2 separate regions of the Sus scrofa genome follow, and region 2 is linked to region 1. The links are chromatin contacts, called in public Hi-C maps. All regions are on one chromosome and are shown on one strand. The core of a region is the stretch at or near the end of the contact, and the rest is flanking DNA. Distances in the headings are between cores, read along the strand shown. Region 1 overlaps MARCH3 (membrane associated ring-CH-type finger 3). Region 2 has its middle 53 kb from the start of MEGF10.

Evidence for each region. Hi-C and Micro-C count contacts between places; a contact is called where the count stands out from the background.
Region 2: a Hi-C map of liver shows a contact between it and region 1, with 1.9 times the contacts expected there. The contact joins two enhancer-like sites. A contact is called at or near these places in 1 of 5 promoter capture datasets (liver), 6 of 47 Hi-C or Micro-C datasets (alveolar macrophages, blood, embryonic fibroblasts and 2 more) and 1 of 2 datasets of contacts at active chromatin or transcription factors (skeletal muscle).

What each region holds. Positions count from the first base shown.
Region 1 is chr2:129,917,726-129,924,376 of Sscrofa11.1, forward strand. It overlaps MARCH3 (membrane associated ring-CH-type finger 3), which reads right to left. Exons shown (of 5, transcript NM_001244831.1): 2 at 431-674. The coding sequence starts at 618. Among named protein-coding and RNA genes, the nearest start is that of MARCH3, 110 kb to the right of the region's middle. Within about 2 kb of position 3,031, at least 25 of the 83 cell types and tissues checked have an H3K27ac peak or open chromatin away from gene starts, as enhancers often do. A contact at or near this core is called in liver and skeletal muscle, where this site is marked.
Region 2 is chr2:130,170,021-130,176,624 of Sscrofa11.1, forward strand. No RefSeq gene overlaps it. Among named protein-coding and RNA genes, the nearest start is that of MEGF10, 53 kb to the right of the region's middle. Within about 2 kb of position 1,736, at least 57 of the 83 cell types and tissues checked have an H3K27ac peak or open chromatin away from gene starts, as enhancers often do. A contact at or near this core is called in liver and skeletal muscle, where this site is marked.

The DNA of each region.
Region 1 (6,651 bases), core at 1,781-4,280:
GGGCGCCTGAATGTCCCTTCAAACGTTTGCCTGCAGAGCCAGTCCTTTGGCTCAGGTGCCTCCTTCGTTCTAACAAAGGGCTACCTTTGCCAGCGCCTGGAGACCCCCAGAATATAATTACCATAGTAAGGTCAACCGAACAAATGTAGAGCAAGCGACCCTGTGTCTCGGGGGATCCTTCCCTGCCCGGCTCTCTGCAGGTGTGGCTTTAAGTGGGAAACTCTCCAACCTGAGTTTTAGCTTTTATCCCATTGCTATAGAAACAGCAGTGATAGAATGTGTGTCTTTTTTTTTTTTTTTCCCTTCCCTCCAGCACCTTCTCTCACCTGACACAGAGACCTGAGCACTAATTACATTCCCTTGAGTATCGCCCATCGGACAGAGTCCTCCGGATCGATTACAGGGGCATTGATTTTAATGGAGGTACTACCTCTGGGTGGCAAGGGTCCGCACGACTGTTGACAGCAGCTGCCCGTCCTTGGCTGACACTTGCATGACATACTGCGGCTGCCCATTCACCAGGCTGCCACAGTCCTCCACGGTCTTCACCACGGGCGCAGCCGAGCTGGTGCAGTCTGGCAGCACTTCGGGCAGGTGACTGCAGCGGCTGGTTGTCATGGTAACAGACAGCAATTACTCTGCTAATGGCTTCCACATTCATACAGGCTTTCCATCTAAGAGAGATCAGAAAACAGTTTACTTGGGCAGGGTGGTTAATAGAAAAGGGAGAATTACAGGCTACCATCATCCTGCCATTATTTAATATAAATAGCAGGGGTAGCCTCGACGTGGCCCATTATCTTGTTACCATTTGATACGCGCGGGCACACACAGCCCACAAGGAACAGTGGACGTGGTTGTGAACAAGACAGAGAGCATGGCGGTGTAGGCAAACTTAGGATCAGAGAAGGGAGGGAACCAGATCTGTGAGCCAGATCTGAAGAGGAGAGAAGCAGTTCTCCCGCTCCGTGCCAGAGAGGCAATAAGTCTTTGTTGACACTTTCTCAAAGTTACCAGCATCATTATTAAAACCGTTCGCAACTGTTTATTCTTGTAAGCAATTTATTCTCCACGCAGCTTCATTCTGAGATGCTAGGATTAAAAAGAGAGAGAGAAAGGAAAAAAGAAGGAAGAAAGAAACCCCCTGATTTGGCCAAGTAGCACCTTTTCAAGCAATATTTGCCAAACATGGATCACTCAATTAATGCACCACCTTTCTTTTCCCAGATCTTGTGTTCTGCAGTGCAATTATCTACTTCCTGTGTCTTGAAAATTAGTTTCTTTTAAAAATGTAACCCATTTTAGCCTTAAGTTATGAAATGATGAGTTTGATGAACTTTTATATACATATTTGTAGATATATATAGGGAGATAAATAGACATTACAATAAATACATTAATATTTTTTGCTTTTCGTGTGCCACTTCAAATCTAGGGACACTGTCTCATCATAGGGGGACACACAGGCAAATGCAAGAAACTGATGAATGAGGTGTCTCTACCTATTAAGAATAATCCATTCCTAATAAGGGCCTTACCTCCCTGACACGGTCTATCATACAGACTACAAGAAATTGTGTTCCCGATCTGTGTGGTGTGGCTTGAACTTGACCTCACGTTCAAAGCACTCAGACCCAGTGGAGTGAGGAAACTTTCTGCATCCAGTGATAGTTCTGCGTGATGTGTAAGATCTAGAGGACTTAAGAGAAACTCATAGGAGGAATTCTTTATGTGTAAAAGGTGAGCTGACAGTTTCACGGTCCATACAGGTCGTCTCGGCCCAGGCTGCTCAGCTCAAGCTCCTGAGCCTGGCTCTGCAGGACTGGTGGACAGACTGGGTTCCCGTCAGTCTGGGTGGTTAAGGCCCCAAGTCTAAACAAATCTGCCTCCCAACCCTAAGAGGATTCTTGGAATTTCTCAAGGCGTGATTTTTCTCCCAGATCTCTGTCTGTGTTGATTACATTTCACTCAACTCCCATAGGTCTGGAAATCAGGATCTTCCCAGCTTCCAAACAGTGTGCATCAGCTGCATGTTCTCAAGGGGTTTCCAGATGAACTCGAGCTGACACTGTCCCTGCTGCCAAGCACATACCCTGCAAGCCTGACCACTGGCCACACTTGGATGGGAACAGAATCCTCTCCTTCCAGCTGAGGTGTCTGGCTGGCCTCCCTCCAGCGGCTCCCTCTCCTGTCCTCCTTGGCTGCCTCTCATCATCTCTGGGTCTGCCGTCTGGCCTCTCCCAGGAGCCCTTTGGAAGCTGGCAGTGGGGGAGAGGGCTCCGGACACCAGTCCTGGTCTGAGGCCTGAGGTGGGGCGGGGACAGGGCTGCGCCTTCCATGTCACTGTCATGACTCCGGGGGGCTTCTCAGCCCCCAAGTACCAAGCATCCCAGTGAGATGATTAGCTAGTATAGTTCTGCTTGTTATACACAATCTGTTGCTTTTTTTTTTTTTTTTACCCACATTATGAAAGCAAGAAGTCTATGTTACAGAAAGTATAGAAAAAGCACACAGACAACAATAAAAATCAAAACCCCACCACGTGAATAACCACAGCAAACTTTTTGGGCGGATGCTAAAACTTTTCATTTTTGGCAGGGTGGGCAGGGTGGAGTTGATTTGTAGCTGGGGTCAGATAGCTTTTTTTTTTTTTCTTCTTTTTTTTTTTTTTCCTTCTCCTACACTGAGTTATGGTAGTTCTCAGGCCCCAGACCAAAAAGGATGATCCCAGGCCGGCTTTGAACACTATGTCTAACCCCTCTTCCCTGGCCCGCCCTCATAAAAGCCTACTGACATGATTTTAAATTCTCATAATGCCTCACAGTCACAAAGTGGGACTTCCTGGCACAGCTCTCTTGCTTCACAAGGCAGCTATAGATTCAGAGCCAGGGGTGTGCTGGCAGGAAAAGCAGACACAGTGACCTTCTTGCCACACAGGATCATTATTTCTCGGGGCACTCCGAGAGTCTATTTTCGGGTTTTGCCTAACTCCAGCTCAGAGGGCCAAGCATCCCCTCTCTCTGCCTGAGGGAGCTGGAAGGAGGCGGAGAGGGATGCGGAGTGAGAAAAGGAGGTCAGGCTCATCAGCAGCGAGGCTGATCTTAGCGAGGGGGCTGCCACTCAGGCACCTAAGCTCCCCAGGTTCATTCACTGATAACCTCACTGTCGTCCTCACCAAAGGAAGTAGTGCTCAATGTAGGACCTGAATCTGGAACAAAATGCCCTGAAAAGAGTTCTGGAAGTACCGTTTCCATTAAGCTTATTTTGGATCTGTAATTTCACTTCTAGATGATACACTTCACTTCCCTTCTCAAAGGCGAAAGGGATGTTATCTGCCAGCTGATCGCAGTTTATTCCACTCACAAAGGGTGCCGGGCACTGAGTTGGGCATAAAGAAACAACAGGCTCCTCTACCTTCTCCTCCAAGCAAGCCCTGGCGCTCTCCCCTGAGCCATCCCTGCGGAATCCTGAACCCAAACTTGGACCTGATTGAAATGATACACGAGTCCCGTGCTCACTGAAGAACACATCGGCCAAGCCACTGGCCACCAAGCACCCCAACAGCCCCCGGATACTAAGGCTGGCATGGCAGGTATGAGCCCTCACACTCCCCAGAGACCATATCTTGAGCTGAAAATGGGGTGGGAGGGATTGCACAGAGGATGGGCACCTGGACCGCGGTTGAGGGAGGGCTGAGTTGGTTCTAGCTCCAGGTGAGTGAATCTAATTGGGTGATAAGGAGAGAAGGAGCTCATGATAATGTGAGAAAAAAGAATGTATACATGTATGTGTAACTGGGTCACATGCTGTACAGTAGGGAAAAAACTAATAATGTATTGGGGAAATAAAAAAAATTAAATAAAAAAAAAAGGAAGCCCAGAGGCTGAGATCCAGGCAGAGGGGACAGGAATGGGCCTCACGGGCCATGGGCACTGACTGGCACGCATATATGTTGCACCTGGGGCAGTGACAAATGGCCCACTGCATTCCCTTGTCTCTTCCAGGGCCACCTGGGAAAACAGCAGGCTGTTGCTGTGGATGCTAGAAAGAGCTGAGCTGTGGATTTGGAGCCCAGCCCTGGTCTCCCACTGACCTCTCTGCAAAATCTCACGCACGGCTTTCGTATCCCCCGCTCCTAGGAAGTCCACCCAAGAATTCTGCTCTCTGGGATTTCTGAGGACAAAAACACCGTTGCTGGGAGGGGGTGGGGTCCGTGCAGGCTTGAAAGCTCAAATTTCACTGATGGGAGAGGTCCTCTGTTGGCCAGGCTTGACACTTATATAACTCCTCGGGCTGAGAATAACACATGATTTGGCACTGGCCACACTCAGCTGCACTCAGTGGGAGGACTGCGAATAGGTGGACGCGAGGGACACAAATAAAACAGGGGGGCGTGGCTACGGAAATGAAAGCCCGATTAGACGATTGTTAAGAGAAGCAGGGCTGTCTGTGAAACGGTGACCCCTTTAAAGGACAGAGGACAGTCTCCCAAAAGCAAGGACCCAACAGTCTGCGGCTAACCGTGGCTGCGTGGGTAAGCGATGTCCGTGGGAACACAGCGGACCTCGGGAAGATGCGTGGGCAGGACGTGTGGAAGGCAAGGAGGCGAGCCCTGCTCACCTGTGCAGCCCCCGGAATCTCCATAAGGATCTTTCGGGAAAAGCGCTGTTCTTAGAGCAAGGACACCCAAGCCTAGGCCCTGCCTCACCCCTCACCAGGGGAAGCCACACGGTCGCTCAGACTTCGCTCAGATGTCTTGCATATTTGAAATTAGGGTATGACGACTTCCTGCGCCACTTCATCTGGCTGCTTGTGAGGCTTAAAATAAGATGATCCATGTGAACACGCTCTGTAAGCTGGAATGAGCCATGCACATGTACCTTTTATGACGACGTTAACCTTATTTTTTGTTCTTTTTCTGGCCCAGGCTGCTGTCTCCTCTCCGTTTGCTAAAACTGTCTTCTTCCATGGCCAGTCAGTCAGTAGCCACTGCACCCTTGGGATCATCCTTGAGCCCTGAAGTTGCATCCCTTCATCTCTCCCAGTGGGGAGCACAAAGGGAGTCTTCCTCGCACCCCACTTCTCCTCCCTCTCCTGAGACCTGCCATCTCCATATCCCCACACAGGTTGTCCTTTTCTATGAAAATGTTTCGTAAAGATACATGATGAAAATCTGCTATTATGTTTGAGATAGTGGGGTCTATTCGTTAAAACAGCTACCATTATCTTAGCGAATTGATCGCCTGATAAATACCCTGGAAAATAAAACACAAGCCACTCCCTACTGCCTTTTCAGGCCTGCTTCTATCAGAACTGTATTTTCAGTGCCAAGTCAGTTTTAATCTCTCAGATGTAGGATGAGAAGGCTATTCTGGGGAGGCACCTGGAATGTTGGCATCTCGATTTGGGTATAAAAATTACCCACAGTATTTAAAGGTGAAGACAAGAATATAAGGGTGTGTGTGTGTGTGTGTGTGTGTGTGTGTCTGTGTGTGTATGTGTCTGTGCCTACACTAACCCTGGTGGGCAGGGGTCTGAGCAGGCCCAAGCTTGGAGGGGCAGTCTAGAGCAAGATTGGACCTCCAAATTCAACCCTAATGCCAATTCCAGAAATTTTATTTTATTTTATTTTATTTTTTGCTTTTTTTAGGGCCACACCTATGGCATATAGAGGTTCCCAGGCTAGGGATAGAATTGGAGCTACAACCACAGCAAGCCTGGATCTGAGCCTCATCTGCCACCTACACCACAGCTCACGGCAACACCAGATCCCTGATCCCCTGAGCGAGGCCAGAGATTGAACCCCCATCCTTATGGGTACTGGTTGGATTTATTTCCGCTGTACCACGATGGGAGGTCCCAATTCCAGAAATTTTAAGTAGGCTTCTCAGATCCCCCTGTGTCCTGGAAAGGTCCTGCATCAGCTCCACAACCAGAGTTGGTCATTAAAGCAAATAAAAGGATTAGTCCTTCTTTCACCCATTCGAACAACTATTTTTTGAGAACTTATTAGATATTCCTAGCAAGTTTCTGGTGGGGAAGGGTCTAGTCATTTCAAGACTGCTTTACATTTCTCGAAGAAAAGCACAGGCCACCAAACAGCCTGGAGTGTTCCCCAGACCCCTCTCCAGGGCTGCAGAGCCATATGGACATGGCGTCTTTCCACCAGCAATCACGTCCTTGCTAATTCAGGGGAAACCACCCTAAGTCTGAGGGAATGAAAGTGCAGAGCTATGGAACGGCGAGGTGGCTTTCTGCTCCCACAGAGCTGTGCATCATTAAGGCTGGTCCAGGATTCAGAAGCCTGACCTGAGTTTTACACGAGCAGATCTGCTTCAAAAAGGATCTCTAAAATGTCCCTCAGCCTTCTTCGAGGAGCTGTATACTCAGGGAGCAAGGCCTCCTCTAATGAGGCCAAGGAATGGATGATACAAGTCTGTCGGTGATTGAAAGGGGAAAAAATAGCAATAATGGCCTGTCCAGGAACTTTCCCCTCTGAGTTGGATTTTTAGACTTTGAATTCTAAGAAGTCTCTACAAATAGGAATGCTCTTTGATAGAACATTTCCCTGGCTTTTCAGGCATGTTATAACCAGACAGTGCACTGCACGGCTGATGAACTGACTTAAGAGTATCCTGAATGTTCAGAGAA
Region 2 (6,604 bases), core at 486-2,985, 250 kb after region 1:
TGGCTGTCTCATTCTGCATTATAGATTACCACTGAGATGTCTTTCATTTTTGATCTTTCCTTTCCTTAAAATTATAGGGGGGAGGTGGGCAAGGCTGTTAAAACATTCCATCTTGGCATTGCCAATAAAGAAAGCTTCCTGCAGGCAAAAATCTCTAGTGGAGGGGCTGCACCATACTCACTGTGAGCGCCTGTAGCTGGAATATTCTGGCGATAAGAACTGCCCATTCTAGGAGGAGGAGGGAGGGAGAACGGTCCAGTCTTTCATGAAAGGTTGCTGCCCCTGGGTCCTGTGGGGGGAGAGTGGTGAAACCCTCTCATATAGTCAGCGTTTCTTTTCTTTTTATTTATTTGTGTATTTTTTTAAGGGCCACTCCTGCAGCATATGGAGGCTCCCAGGTTAGGGGTCCAGTTGGAGCTATAGCTGCCGGCCTACACCACAGCTATAGCAACACCAGATCCAAGCTGCGTCTGTGACCTACACCACAGCTCACAGCAATGCCAGATCATTAATCCATTGAATGAGGCCAGGGATCGAACCTGCAACCTCATGGTTCCTAGTCGGATTCATTTCCGCAGTGCCACGACGGGAACTCCCAGCTTTTCTTTCTCCTGGGCCTTAGCTGTGGTCACTTCCCTTATCCCTCTCAGGGAGTACCTGGATATGCTAAAGGACCTTGGTCGGGGTCTAATGTATTTGACATGGTGAGAAACGGGACCTTCCCCTTGCTCCCGTCAGGGATGCTGTCCCACCTGATAAGTTTGCTCCTGATATGTGATTTTATACAGGTCAATGACGTTTTGGGTAAAGCTCTCACCCCAGCAGTGGATTCTGGCCAAACTGTGTTATGCATGTCTGTCTGATTGGAACCGGCAGCTTAACCTTCATTTGGGCTTTGTTCTCACCTATAAAGAAGGGATTGTAGTATATGCCCTCCTTACATGAAGTCACATATACCAGGGTGTTTGTGCCTGAGTTTTGGAAAGCTGAAAGCCTCTCTGTGAGTGTAGGATGGTGTTGTGGCTTCCCTCACCCTTGCTCTAGTTCTGTGCCCGGCCCTGCCCGCAAAAACCAGCTGCTCCTGTTTCTAATGTGACCTGTGCTGGCACCTTGGGCGCTCACACGGTCATGCATTCAGCTGCCACACTGTCTGCCAGCAGCCACTTGGTCACTCACCTGTTACGCCCTCCCTGCTGGTGGGGCTGGGCGGCCCTCCAGCAGCCAGTCTTTCTGGAATTAGGCTCTGCCACATGGTCTGCTTATTGTCACACACCAGGACCTCATAAGAGTACAGTCACCTCTCCCAGCCAGGGTCATAGGCCCTCGGGGCCAGCACTGAGCTGGAAAGGAAGAAAGAGTTGGAGGCCGGCTGGCACATTCAGGGAGGTGCTGAGTGAGTCTGTGTGTGAACGTACTGACTTCAGGGTGAGGCTGAGATGAGCTCACATTTGAAGAATTTGAAGAATTGGGTGTAGGGAGAGGATGTAGAAAGAGGCTGAGGAAAGGTGAAGGGTGTGTTAGTGGATTTGAAAGCAGCTAATGCTGTGTGAGCGAGGAGGAAGCAATTCCAAGATATTCGCGATCTGTGAACTTCGTGTTGCTTGTTTCTTTTTAAGTCACTTCCCTCTCGGTTCCTGCAGCCTGTGTGCGTATTTCCCTCCATTGTGTCTTTTTCCCCTGCCTTTAGCTGGAAGGCTGGAAGGGGGATGGGAGGAAATGCACTGGACTGTGGGAGGGGAGAGAGGGTGGCACTGCCCTCTAGCTGCCACAGCAGAAACTGCAGACAGAACCCTGGTTTCTGTTTTGTCCGCAGAAACCCTAGAAAAACGACTTTTTAAAATCAATTACTTATTTATTTATTGCGTGACACTTGGGGAACTCGATTTTATATGTTTCTTCCTAAAAGGAAAAATGGGCAAATGAGATAAGGGAAAAATAGAGATTTAAATTAAAAAATGAAGGGGATTGTTCATCCGTGAATTTTGATGATGGTTACAATTTTAGTTTTTGGTAATGTAGAACATGATGTGGGCAGCAGATAAGACCATCATAGCCCTTCTAGTAGTGTGCTCATCTCATTCCCCAGGGGTCATACAGTCAGCAGAAGCAAAAAGGCATATTGGTGGGGTTTCAGGCTACGAATGCTCTCTCACCAGCCGCCTAAAGCCTCCCATCACATTTTTTTCTCACCCAGTTCTTAAAGTCCCATTCATCAGGGAGTTGGTCAGAGCTAAAAGGCAGGGACAGACAAATAAGCCAAAGTTAAACTGGCATGTTGAAACCCTAGTGTTGATAACTTGGAGTCCACAGGCTTGGAGCTGGCTGCAGTGCCCTCCCCCTTCCATGCTCCACTTCCAGATGGGAAGCCAGAGAGGTCAAGGGGAAAGGTCAAAGTGAAGTTCTGCTCTGGGAATCCCTGATGTTGGAATTTGTTTATCTTCAGAAAAGAGGGAAATCAGTGAGTCAGGACATTTACAGAGTGAAGTGGATGAAAGGAGGGAAGGAACAAGTGTTGAGTCTGTGAGGAAAGGAGGACGTGTAATTAACTAAGCATTATTATATTCTAGGGATCTTACGTAATTGTATTAGTTATTCCTCCCAGCAGTCCAGTGAGCAGGGCAGTGTTACGTTGCTATTTTGCAGATGAGGAGAATGAGGCACAGAGCATTTCTTTGCCAAAGTCATATGACTTTATGGAGCGTTGTGGGAGCTTTATGAAGCTCCCAGCCTCTGTTCCAAAGCTTGTGTTATTCTCCTAAGGGGAATCAAGAAAAACATATTACATCCTAATGATAAAATACTGCTATACTATTTTAGTGCTGAAGAAGTGTCTGAGGTCGTCTGCTCTACCTCTTTCAATACCTTCATTTCAAAGTTGAAGAGAGCAAATTGCCTAGGGTTGGGCAGGACAGGCTTGGCATGCCTTCCCGTCTCAGTAAAGGGTATTACCGTCTACTAAAGGCTTTTAGCCAGAAGTCCAGCAGCCGTCTTGGTGACCTCCTCCCACCCCCGCCACATCACACATGGGATCCATCTTTAAGTCCTGCAGGTTCCAACTCTAAAGTATTGAATTCTTCCCTTCTTCTCTCCGAAATTTAATCAGTAGTCTCCTCATTAGTATTTCTTTCTTTCTTACTTTTTTTTTTTTCCATCTTTTTAGGGCTGCACCTGCAGCATATGGAAGTTCCCAGGCGAGGGGTCAAATTGGAGCTGTAGCTACTGGCCTATGCCACAGCCACAGCAATGTGGGATCTGAGCCACATGTGTGACCCACACCACAGCTCATGGCAACGCCAGATCCTTAACCCACTGAGTGAGGCCAGGGATTGAACTCACATCCTCGTGGATGCTAGTCAGGTTCATTACCGCTGAGCCACAATGGCAACTCCTCCTCATTAATATTTCTCTTTCCACTCTCCACACATTAGACATAGTGATCTTTTAAAAAATGGAATCTTTCACTGCTCTGCTTAAAGCACATCAGATTCTTCCCATGCTCTGAGATTAAAACCTCAACCCCTCACATGGTTACTAGGCCCTCCGTGAGCTAAATCTTTTCTATTGAACTCACATAGGGTCCCTTTCCATCCTGCTGGCTGTCTCTTGCCACACTGGTCTTCTGTGCCTTAGACATATCGAACCCTTTCTCTTCGTAGGATGAGATGCCTGAAATGTTCTTCCTGGAATCTGTAGTACCTTCTCATCCATCACATCTCTGCTTCATTACCAAAAAAGCCTTCTCTGACAGCCATATTCCTAGGACCCCTTACAGGCACAATCTATCAACTTACCCCATTTCTTTCTTTTAAAATGTTTATCATTATCTTTAATCTTCTTGATTATCTGTATATTTGTTAACTATTTTTCTCTGTCAGAATGTCAGCTTCTCGAAGGCAGGGAGTTTACTGTCCTGTTCATCACTGTTTTCCAAGGCTTAGTTCAATACCTGATTCATAAAAGATGCTTACAAATATTTATTGAATGAGAAAAAGGACCAAATAAGCTTGGGCTTCTTGATTCCAGGTCAGTGTTCCTTCCTTCACTAGCTTCCTAATATATAGGAGGTGTGACATACTTGGGAGACTGAACACGGAAAGTTTGCCCCCAGTTCTTAGGAGGGTCAGGAGAATGGAGAATTGGGAAGGAGAAAGAAAGCCTGAGCGCAGGAAGAGGAGCGTGGGAAGGGAGATCAGACGTTGAGTCTCCAGCGCAGCCTGTGCCAAGATCCCCAGTGAACATTTCTTCACTTTACCCACAAACATTTGTGCTGGAGTCTTATTACACATAATAGCAAATTCCAAAGCAGCAATGACAGCAGAAAAAAAATGAAAGGCTATGGAAACAAGTCCTGAGAAGAGAGTGTAGCTTTTGGACAATGGTTCCTTCATCTCAGCATTTTTTAGGGATTTCAAATAAGACGTAGTAATATTTTCATGTGCACGTTTTTCTTGAAGAGTAAAATTAAGTTTTCCTTGCTATTTTATATTTCTAGTAAGTGCTGCCATTCCCCATCACCCCCCCCCACCCCCTATGTATGGGAGGCATATTCTGAAGTATCAGGGATTATCTTCCCAACAAAATTATCTTACTCATTTTGCTCAAGTTTTCTATGAATAACTGGATGCAGCTTTAAAATTCTGAGGATTAATATCAACATTTACTCACCGAGAATTTGTTATGTTCACACTTGTGAGCCTTGAACCGGCATGATACTCAGACTTGGAGAAGCTCAAGGCCAGGCTCTGTGTTCTGTTCGTTGTGTTGTTTCAGGTGCAGGATATAGCAGGCCCTCACAAAGTAGTTGCTGGGAAGTGAATCCATATATGGTACTACTCTAGGTACTTGGGAAACATACAGTCACTGTCCTCAGAGGGCACAGCAGAGGTTCAATACATTTTTTTTTTTTTTCCCACTGTACAGCAAGGGGGTCAGGTTATCCTTACATGTATACATTGCAATTACAGTTTTTCCCCCACCCTTTGTTCTGTTGCAACATGAGTATCTAGACATAGTTCTCAATGCTATTCAGCAGGATCTCCTTGTAAATCTATTCTAGGTTGTGTCTGATAAGCCCAAGCTCCCAATCCCTCCCACTCCCTCCCCCTCCCATCAGGCAGCCACAAGTCTCTTCTCCAAGTCCATGATTTTCTTTTCTGAGGAGATGTTCATTTGTGCTGGATATTAGATTCCAGTTATAAGTGATATCATATGGTCAATACATTTTTGAAAAGGTGTACCTAGCAGAGGGGCGGATAGGAGAGTGTAGCACAAGGCAGCACCAGGTAAGTATCCCCAGAGAAGTGCACACGAGTAATTTGGAGATGAAAAGGAGGAAATTATGACTTACAATTTCACAAACAGAAGTTCCCATTATGGCTTAGCGGTTAGCGAACCCGACTAGCATCCATGAGGACGAGGGTTCGATCCCTGGCCTCGCTCCATGGGTTAAGGATCTGGCATTGCCGTGAGCTGTGGTATAGGTTGCAGGCATGAGTCAGGTCCCACGTTGCTGTGGCTCTGGTGTGGGCCAGTGGCTACAGCTCCATTTGGACCCCTAGCCTGAAAACCTGTATATGTTGCAGGTGCGGCCCTAAAACAAACAAACAAACAAACAAAAAATGACTAAAAAAATAATTTCACAAATAGTTTTATGGAAATTATCGAAGGATGGAAAAAATGGACATTCGTTTACTGAATGAGTGAATGCATTTTGCCAAAGAGCGGAAAATGCTCAGCAAAACTGGAGGAAGGAAAAGCTAGTGAGCGTAGGATTCATGCAGGAGAAGAGCCAATGCCTGGGGCGCCAAGTTGAGGGGACTGTTAAGGCCAAGACTCCAGGAGAAGGACTTGGTATCGGCAGTGGAATAGCTTCTGAATCACGAATGGAGTGTGCTTGAACTAAATTCAATCTGTCACTTAGGGATTCTCATTCTCAGTATCTCAGAAACTGTTGTGGTTCCTTAAAAAACAGAGGAAGTGGAGTTCCCACTGTGGTGGCGTGGGATCGGTGGTGTCTCTGGAGTGCTGGGACGCAGGTTCAGTCCCCGGCCTGGCACAGTGGATTAAGGATCTGGTGTTGTTGCAGCTGTGGCGTAGGTTGCAACTGTGGCTCGGATCTGATCCCTTGCCTGAGAACTCCATATGCCATGGGACAGCCAAAAAAGAAAAAAAAAAAAAAAAAGGAAAAAAAAAAAAAGAAAGAAAAGGAAAAAGAACAAATAAATAAAAAACAGGGGAGCTGCCCTAGTTTTCAGCTCATCATGGTATAGCCTCTTGTCAAAGCTGTCACAGACCCTTAACTGGCAGTGGTTCTGTTTCTGTGCTCTTTGGGGCCAAAGGAATCTTTCTGCACATGGAGTTCTGTTGTCCAAGGTACAGCCTCCTTCATTTCACCACACAGTTGTGCCCTCAGAGGCCCTGTGCCCTCTTCCGGGCACTGCCGGGAGAATGACATGGGTCCCTGCTGTTTGTGGGACCCACCATGCCCTTTGCGTGCAGGGCTATCGCTCTTCTCTCCTTTGCTGCATCTGCTTCTGCCTCCCTCCTCCAGCATAATACCCTTAATGGAACTCCAGCTCTTGAAGACCAAACAGCAGGCAGGAGT